2 separate regions of the Mus musculus genome follow, and region 2 is linked to region 1. The links are chromatin contacts, called in public promoter capture Hi-C maps. All regions are on one chromosome and are shown on one strand. Each heading gives the region's core, a stretch centred on a gene start, on an enhancer-like site or on the middle of the called end of the contact. The rest is flanking DNA. Distances are from core to core; before and after follow the strand shown.

Region 1 (3,840 bases), core at 880-3,379:
ACCTCTGCCTCAAAAATGCTGAGTACTAGGATTTAGGACATGAGCCACTAAACCTGCTGCTGAGGTAGTAAGCTTTCTCTTTGGCCAGGGGAGTCCCAGGGATAGAATACAGGTCTGTCAGCAGGTACCTTTACTTGTTGAGCCATTCGGCAGTTTTAAGCTTCTGTGAACGTTTCTGAACATCCTTTGATGGATCTAAATACTCATCTTCTGTTGGATAAATGCTTCGGAGTGGAACTCTTTTTTTTTTTTTTTTTTAAAGATTTATTTATTATTTTATGTAAATACACTGTAGCTGTCTTCACACACTCCAGAAGAGGGAGTCAGATCTCATTACGGATGGTTGTGAGCCACCATGTGGTTGCTGGGATTTGAACTCTGGACCTTTGGAAGAGCAGTCGGGTGCTCTTACCCACTGAGCCATCTCACCAGCCCGGAGTGGAACTCTTGAGGTCTCTATCAAGCTTTAGTAAATAGAGCCAAGGACAGGCGTGCTTAGCGGGGACTGGCCCTAAACTCATTATGTAGCCAAGAGTAGCTCCTCCTGCGCCTCCCTCTGCAGCGCTGAAATCACAGGTGTGTGCTACAGGCCTAGTGGAGCCACTTTCCCAAAGTGGTTGGAGAAGCGCATGCGTATTCCTGTCAGCACCTGATGAGCTCCACCTCCTCACCGGCTCTAACAATGCTGGGCTTTTTTTTTTTTTTTTTTTTTTCCGAGACAGGGTTTCTCTGTGTAGCTCTAGCTGTCCTGGAACTCACTCTGCAGACCGAACTCAGAAATCTGCCTGCCTCTGCCTCCCGAGTGCTGGGGTTAAAGGCATGGGCCACCACTGCCCGTACATCTCCAGTCTCTTGATGATTAGTTTTAAAAGTAATTATTGGCTTTATATATTTCACACCTTTGAACTGCTTGTCTGTGTAGTTCAGGCTAGTCTTGAACTCCCCCTCCTACCTCAGACCTCTTGAGTTCTGGTATACCACCCACAACCCCTGGATGGTTCAGCCTTTTAAAAATTTTTTAAATTTTTCTTATCAACTGGGAAGCAGTCTTTGCTGTAATGTGGGTAGCAATCACTGGTCATCTGGGCTGCAAAATCTCTTTCTTTCTTTAGCTGCTTTTTGGCTTCAGAATGTAAGTTTTCCCTGAAGTTTATATGGAAGGATCATTTTAACTGTGTTAGCAAGAACATTCCAACAGTTAAGAGCAATGACGAGAAATTTGCCTTCATAAAGCCATTTGAAAGCATTGACGTGCTGCAGGATCGACCACATAGATCAATGGACACAACTCGGAAACGGACAATTTGGGCAGAAAATAATGCGTGGACAAATTCCTGATAGATTAATGGCAAAGTACATTTTTTTAAATGAAAAAAAAAATCCTCTCGTGGTTAGTAACCAAAATAAAACAAATGAAATCTACCCTTAAAATAATTTAGTGACAAATATCTGAGATGTGTGTGAGTTAATTATTCAAAGGTTAAGAGTGGCTTAGACTGCATTCCAGGCAGAGGTACTAGCCAGAGCAAAGGTTCAGAGGTTGGAGGACAGCCGCGAGCAGGCTCCAAAATCGAACTCAGGACGCCCACACGGAATGCAGGGTTGAAGCCATGACCGCCCCCACAGCCATCATAATTATGTAAAATACCACTTTTCCCATATATGGTACTTAATATCTGTTCTCCTGGTAGGACAGGACGAAGGGAAAACACGGTTCGCTGGGCGGAGTGTCAGAGCCTCAGACCTCCCCAGTACGCTCCCTCCGGCCCCGGCGCGGCCCAAGCTGCACACCAGAGCCGGGACCAGGAGCCCAGCGCGCCTGAGCCGCTTGCTTCTGATTGGATGAAATCCGCGTCAATCCTGGTCCTGTAACCTGGCTGTCCATTGGACCCGCCCAACAAGGCGTGGCTCCCGCCTAGGAAGCGCGGGTGGAAGGTGGGGTGGGCGGAGGTGGGGACAGATGGGGAGGATGAATCTCAGCACTCCGGCTTCCATCTCTTGTCTGTTTATAGGCCGAAAATCTGTCAGTTTAGGCCAGACTCCTGTTGGATTGGGCAGTGTGGGGAGAGGGCGGGGACTCTTGGAAGCTCCACCCACGAGCCGGCGGCGAGCTGTAGACCCGCCCTCCTCTTGGAAGGGCGGGGCAGGGAGGGCGGCGCGCACCAGAGCTGGGTGCGGTGAGGCGCGCAGATCACCGCGGTTCCTGGGCAGGGCACGGAAGGCTCAAGAACCTGACCTGCTGCAGCTTCCAGTCTCGCGTTCGCCCCACCCCGCCGCGCCGCCCGAGCGCTCGAGAAAGTCCACTCGGAAGAACCAGCGCCTGTTCCCCGGGCAGACCCAGGTTCAGGTGAGCGAGCTTTGCCGGTATGTCCCGCCCCGGAGCTGCCGAGCGCGCGCGCGCGGCGACAAGACTCGAGTCCTTTGGGGCGGACGGCCCTGTGGTTCTCGGCCTCCGCGTGGCGGGTTTCAGCGCGGTCGGGTGCGACCGGACTCCGCATCCTCACCCGAGGGGTGATAGGCAGCGAGGCCTCGGGGTTAGGGAACCGGGGGACGCAGTCCCCGGCCCTACAGGATGCCCTTCCCGGTCGGGGCACTGGGAGCTCGGCCTGCTCCTGTCGCCTCTGCACTCCCGCCTCCCCGACGGCCAGCTCCGGCAAACTTTTTAACCCCTTCCGGGACGCAGCAGTCCCGGAGATCTCGGCCGAGCCGGCCGGATGCGTTCGTGGGCACGGGGCAGCAGCTCCTTTGTAAGTTTGGCAAAGGGAGGTAACGGGCAGGCGAGGACCGCTTGGCAGCTGTCAGGGCGTCCTCCTGAGTCAGGATCGGTCGGTCCCGCCGCAGACATTGCGCCCGGCACGGTTTCCGCCGTCCGCTGCGGACTTCCTCATTTGTCCGTCAGCCCTTGGGCCGGGAGGGGGCGGGGAGAGGTACTCAGAGTGCGTGGGAAAAGGGGTCCCAGCTGCCGAGGGGCTCAGGGCGCAGGAAAAGAACCCCCCCGTCTGACCTCATTCAACCTTGGATTTCTATTGCCCGAGGTCAGAAGGCCTGGGTCTGCCGGCAGCTGCCCCGTCGCCCGGGCAGGCGTGCACCTGATTTCCACCGCACCTTGGGACGCCACGCCCGGGCCAGTCTCTGGGAGCTGGCCCTGACTTTAAGACCAGGCCGGGCAGCCGCATCTTTTATGTTTGATGAGAGGCGGAGTTTTGAAGACATCCCCCACTTCCTTGCACTAGGGTCTTCACCTCATCCTGTTCTGGAGCCACGCCTAAGGCAGGAGCTGCACCCCGCTCCTCCGGGTCCCCATCTCTCCCAGGCAAACTGAGTCAAGTACCCTCTATGACTTGCTTGCGGGCTGTAGTGAAACTGAAGGCTGGGTGGGCTCGGGCGGGTGCCTAAGGCCCCACCCAGCGGTGTTAGGGAAAAGGTCCCTGGGAAGTCCCAGGTCTTGGAGACCCGGAGGCTGCCTCGGCTGGGCTACAGGGAGGTCCATCGAGTTCTCAGTTCTCTGAGCGGTTTTCTGGATTAGCAAGATTTCAAAGTAACTTGCGTGCTTCCTACAGCAGCACCTATACCAAAATTGGAACGATACAGATTAGCATGGCCTCTGCGTAAGGATGACACGCAAATGCATTGAGTTCCGTATTTTTTAGCCAACGCAGACTGGCCCAAGTATCTCTAAGAGTGGCTCACTCTCAAGCACGACTTAGGAGGTTTCTGCCTCCCAAAGGACTCCCTCCTCTGCTGTATGCCAGCCAGTCAATCTCAGGACCTCCATCTAGAACTCTCAAGCCACTAGGCAGATCTGTAACCCGCCCCGGAGCCCCTCCTAAGCCTTGACCA
Region 2 (3,840 bases), core at 363-2,862, 2.4 Mb before region 1:
GGGATGGCAGGGGTTCTTAATGCCAGACTCAGAGACTTCCAAGGACTCATGGCAAAGCTGGGATCAGCTTCCTCCCTGTAAACAGCCCCTCCTGGAGAAGTTCAGTTTAAGGCTCACCAGGGTTCAAGAAGTAGAGTTTGAGTCCTGGCTGTGCCATCCCACTGCCCGGGCACTTAGCATAAAGTACAGTGGGCATCAGCTTCCTCATTGTAAAACAGAGATAACAAAGACATCATGAGAGTACTTACTACACAAGGTTATTTTGAGAACTGCTCCTAAAAAGCCCCTGTAATGGGACTCTACCAGACAGTGTGGCCTAGAGTAGTTAAAGACCAGGATTTATATCTGGATCCTGGTACCACCATATAAGCAGCATCACGCTGATTGGCCTTATTGTTTTAATTACTTTTTTACTTTTTTCTGTATGGGTATTTGCCTGCATGTTTGTCTACATGCCAGTTTGCCTTGAGAGTGTAACACTGTCATATCCTTAGACTGGAGTTATAATATATACAGTTGTGAGCCACCACAGAAGTGCTGGAAATTGAGCCTGGGTCCTCTGAAAAGCAGCCAGTGCTCTTAACCACAGAGACATCACTCTATCTCTTCTTTCTTTCTTTCTTTCTTTCTTTTTATTCTTTCTGTTTTTGCTTTCTTTTGCTTTTGTTTAATTTGGTTTCCTGATGCAGGGCCTCTCTACGGAGCTCTGGCTGTCCTAGAACTCACTCTGTAAAGCAGGCTGCCCTCAAACTCTGAAATCCTCCTGTCTCTGCCTCCTGAGAGCTGAGATGAAAGATGTGTGCCAAGTATGTGACATCATTCCCAAAAGGAAGTGATTTGCCCACTCACCAAAACAATCCAGACCCTAACTCGCTGGAATGAGGTGGGGGCGGGGGGGGGGGGTGTCTTACATGTGTGCACTTCAGGGCGTTCAGCAAACTTTGCCAGCACAGGGCCCAGGGCTCACCAACCTCAAAACTAGGCTGGAAGGAGGAATCCTCCCCATAACCCTATGAGGAAGAAACAGTTGTTGTATGAGCCTGTATGTGTTTCAGGGGTGAAGGGAGTTCCTGGATGAAAAACAAAAAATGATCTGAACTTTGGGCTCCAAGACAGAAGCAGTAGCCTCTGACCTTGCTAACTTCCAGCGCGAACCGGGGCAAGCCACCGCTGTCCCTTTTTCCTCAACTGCAGAACAGCTCCCCTTTGGCCCTGAGGGTCTTCCGGGATGCAAAAGATGCAGAAAAACAACGGAGGGCTGGAAGGAGAACGTCACGCAGGGGCTGGAACGAGGTCGCTGAGTGACTGACTACGGGCTCCGATCGGGGTACAACGCCCAGAGGACGGGAACGCAGACCCCGGGGCCAGGCTGGCTCTGTGGCTTGAGGCAACCGGGTCTTGAGGCGGGGCGGGGCGAAGCTTGGAGGCCCCGGTGGGAGCCGGTAGCCCCCAAACTGGCCCGAGCTCAAACGGGCGATCCCCGGCCGCCCTCATTCGCTCCCTCACTCACCCGCGGACCACGCGCTACCTTTCCTCAGGACTCGCCACTCGCCCAGTACCTCTCTCCGGGTCACCCATCAACATGGCCCCTCTACTTCCGGGGCACGACCTCGCTCGCGGGGCCGACGGAGACGCGACAGGGAGCGCGGAGGCGGGCGGAGGCGGAAGCACTTCCGGTCGGCCCCTCCGTAGCCTCCCTCCGGAGGCGGAGCCCGGAACTTAGTCCAGCGCTGCCCGTCGTGGGGCCCCGCCCACAGACGCAGCCCCGCCTCCTAGGTGACGTTACCTAGCTCCACGGCCCCTCCTCCGAAAGCGTTACTGTGCAGTCTCTGTGTAAACTCAGTGCTGGCTGGGTGTGGCTTAAGGGAGGAGCCGCAAGTCGTCGCCCTCCACCTGCTGCCTACGTCTGGCCTGCGAGAGGCTCTGACCACACTGAATTGATTACTTGACACACTGCATTTTGTCCAACCCAACCTCTCTGTTTGGTAGACTTCAGCATTCCAGTGTTACACTTGGGAAAATCGAGGCCGAGGGAGGCAGGGTCATTTGCACTGAAAGCTGAGCCCTGCAGAGGCTCACAGTGGGTCCAAGCTCAGTATTCCTCCAAAGTGTGTGGCTTTCCATTCTTTTAGGCCGCCCTACTTTGCTTTTTAAAGAAAGAAGTTTGTGACCCAAATAAATCTAGTTTGTGAAATTTCCAGCTAGAAGACCGGGTAACCTATCCCTCGGGACAGTCTCCTAAGTAGACGAGTTTTCCACTCGTAAAGGACAAGGAGACCCTCTGGGGGAGACCTTAGGATTACCCACTCACACACAGAGTCTCGGATGTCAGGATTACCTTTTCCAGATTCACTAACCTTCCCACACTCACCCCACTCCTGCCCCATGCTCCCAGTATAATGGGGGCTAAACATTAAAGTGTCTTCCAGCCCCCACATATCTGTGGTGTTTTGGAGACCAGAGACCAGCCAGCCGAGACACTGATGCAAACCTCAGGGTTCAGCCAGGTTTCACAGAGCATGGGCAATCTGGGATCCTCTGGACTGGGTACAGGACTGGACATAACTATCAACTCACATCATAAGGAAACAGGACCTTATAGGAATTGCAGCTCAAGGGGAACATTCATTTACCCAGGGCACAGGTTCAGGTACAGTAGGCATTTCACTGGTGAATGGATGGACTGTGTCTTAGTCAGGGTTTCTATTCCTGCACAAACATCATGACCAAGAAGCAAGTTGGGGAGGAAAGGGTTTATTTGGCTTACACTTCCATACTGCTGTTCATCACCAAGGAAGTCAGGACTGGAACTCAAGCAGGTCAGGGAGCAGGAGCTGATGCAGAGGCCATGGAGGGATGTTCTGTACTAGCTTGCCTCCCCTGGCTTGCTCAGCCCGCTTTCTTATAGAACCAAGACTACCAGCCCTGAGATGGTCCCACCCACAAGGGCCTTTCCCCCTTGATCACTAATTGAGAAAATGCCTTACAGTTGGATCTCATGGAGGCATTTCCTCAACTGAAGCTCCTTTCTCTGTGATAACTCCAGCTGTGTCAAGTTGACACAAAACTAGCCAGTACAGACTGGAAGGTCAAAGAAAGGTCAGGGGTCAGAGTGATCAAGTCTGTCTGGTTTGGAAAGGGCCTTTGTGCTGGTGGTACACTTGGGGCAGCGGGTTCAGTTTCCTGAGCCTTGCTTTGCTCCTGTGAATGCACTTGCCTAGTACACACATTGCCCTGGGATGCATTCAGTGCTGAAGGAGGACAAAGAAGATGACCTCATGGGACTAAAGATTAGAATTAAATGTCAGAGAGCATGAAAAGGTCGCCATTGTGGTTGGTGGCTTTTGTTATTATAAAACATAATTCTCTTTCATGCATGGGTAAGCACAAAGGGATTTGGAGCCAGGAAAAATTTTTTGGAAAACAGGGGCTTGGAGAGCTGGCTCAGCAAGTAAGAGCACTGGCTGCTCTTCCAGGGGACCCAAGTTCAATTCCCAGCACCCACATGGCAACTCCCAAATGTCTAAGTTACAATTACAGGGCTTCTGACACCTTCATATGCAAACATACATACAGCCAAAACACCAATGCTGGGGGCTGGTGAGATGGCTCAGTGGGTAAGAGCACCCGACTGCTCTTCCGAAGGTCCAGAGTTCAAATCCCAGCAACCACATGGTGGCTCACAACCACCTGTAACGAGATCTGACGCCCTCTTCTGGTGTGTCTGAAGACAGTACTTACATGTAATAAATAAATCTTAAAAAAAAAAAACAAACAAACAAAAAAAACACCAATGCACATAAAATAATATGTGTATATATGGAAATCCAGGACACTAGT

The links. Promoter capture Hi-C pulls out the DNA fragments that hold promoters and counts their contacts.
Region 2: a contact with region 1 is called in a promoter capture Hi-C map of liver, with 2.6 times the contacts expected there. The contact joins the promoter of Mief1 here to the promoter of Myh9 in region 1.

The regions. Positions count from the first base shown.
Region 1 is chr15:77,840,464-77,844,303 of GRCm38.p6, reverse strand. It overlaps Myh9 (myosin, heavy polypeptide 9, non-muscle), which reads left to right and starts at 2,129. Exons shown (of 41, transcript NM_022410.3): 1 at 2,129-2,347. It also overlaps the pseudogene Gm22107.
Region 2 is chr15:80,231,852-80,235,691 of GRCm38.p6, reverse strand. Mief1 (mitochondrial elongation factor 1) reads right to left here and starts at 1,612. Exons shown (of 6, transcript NM_178719.5): 1 at 1,511-1,612.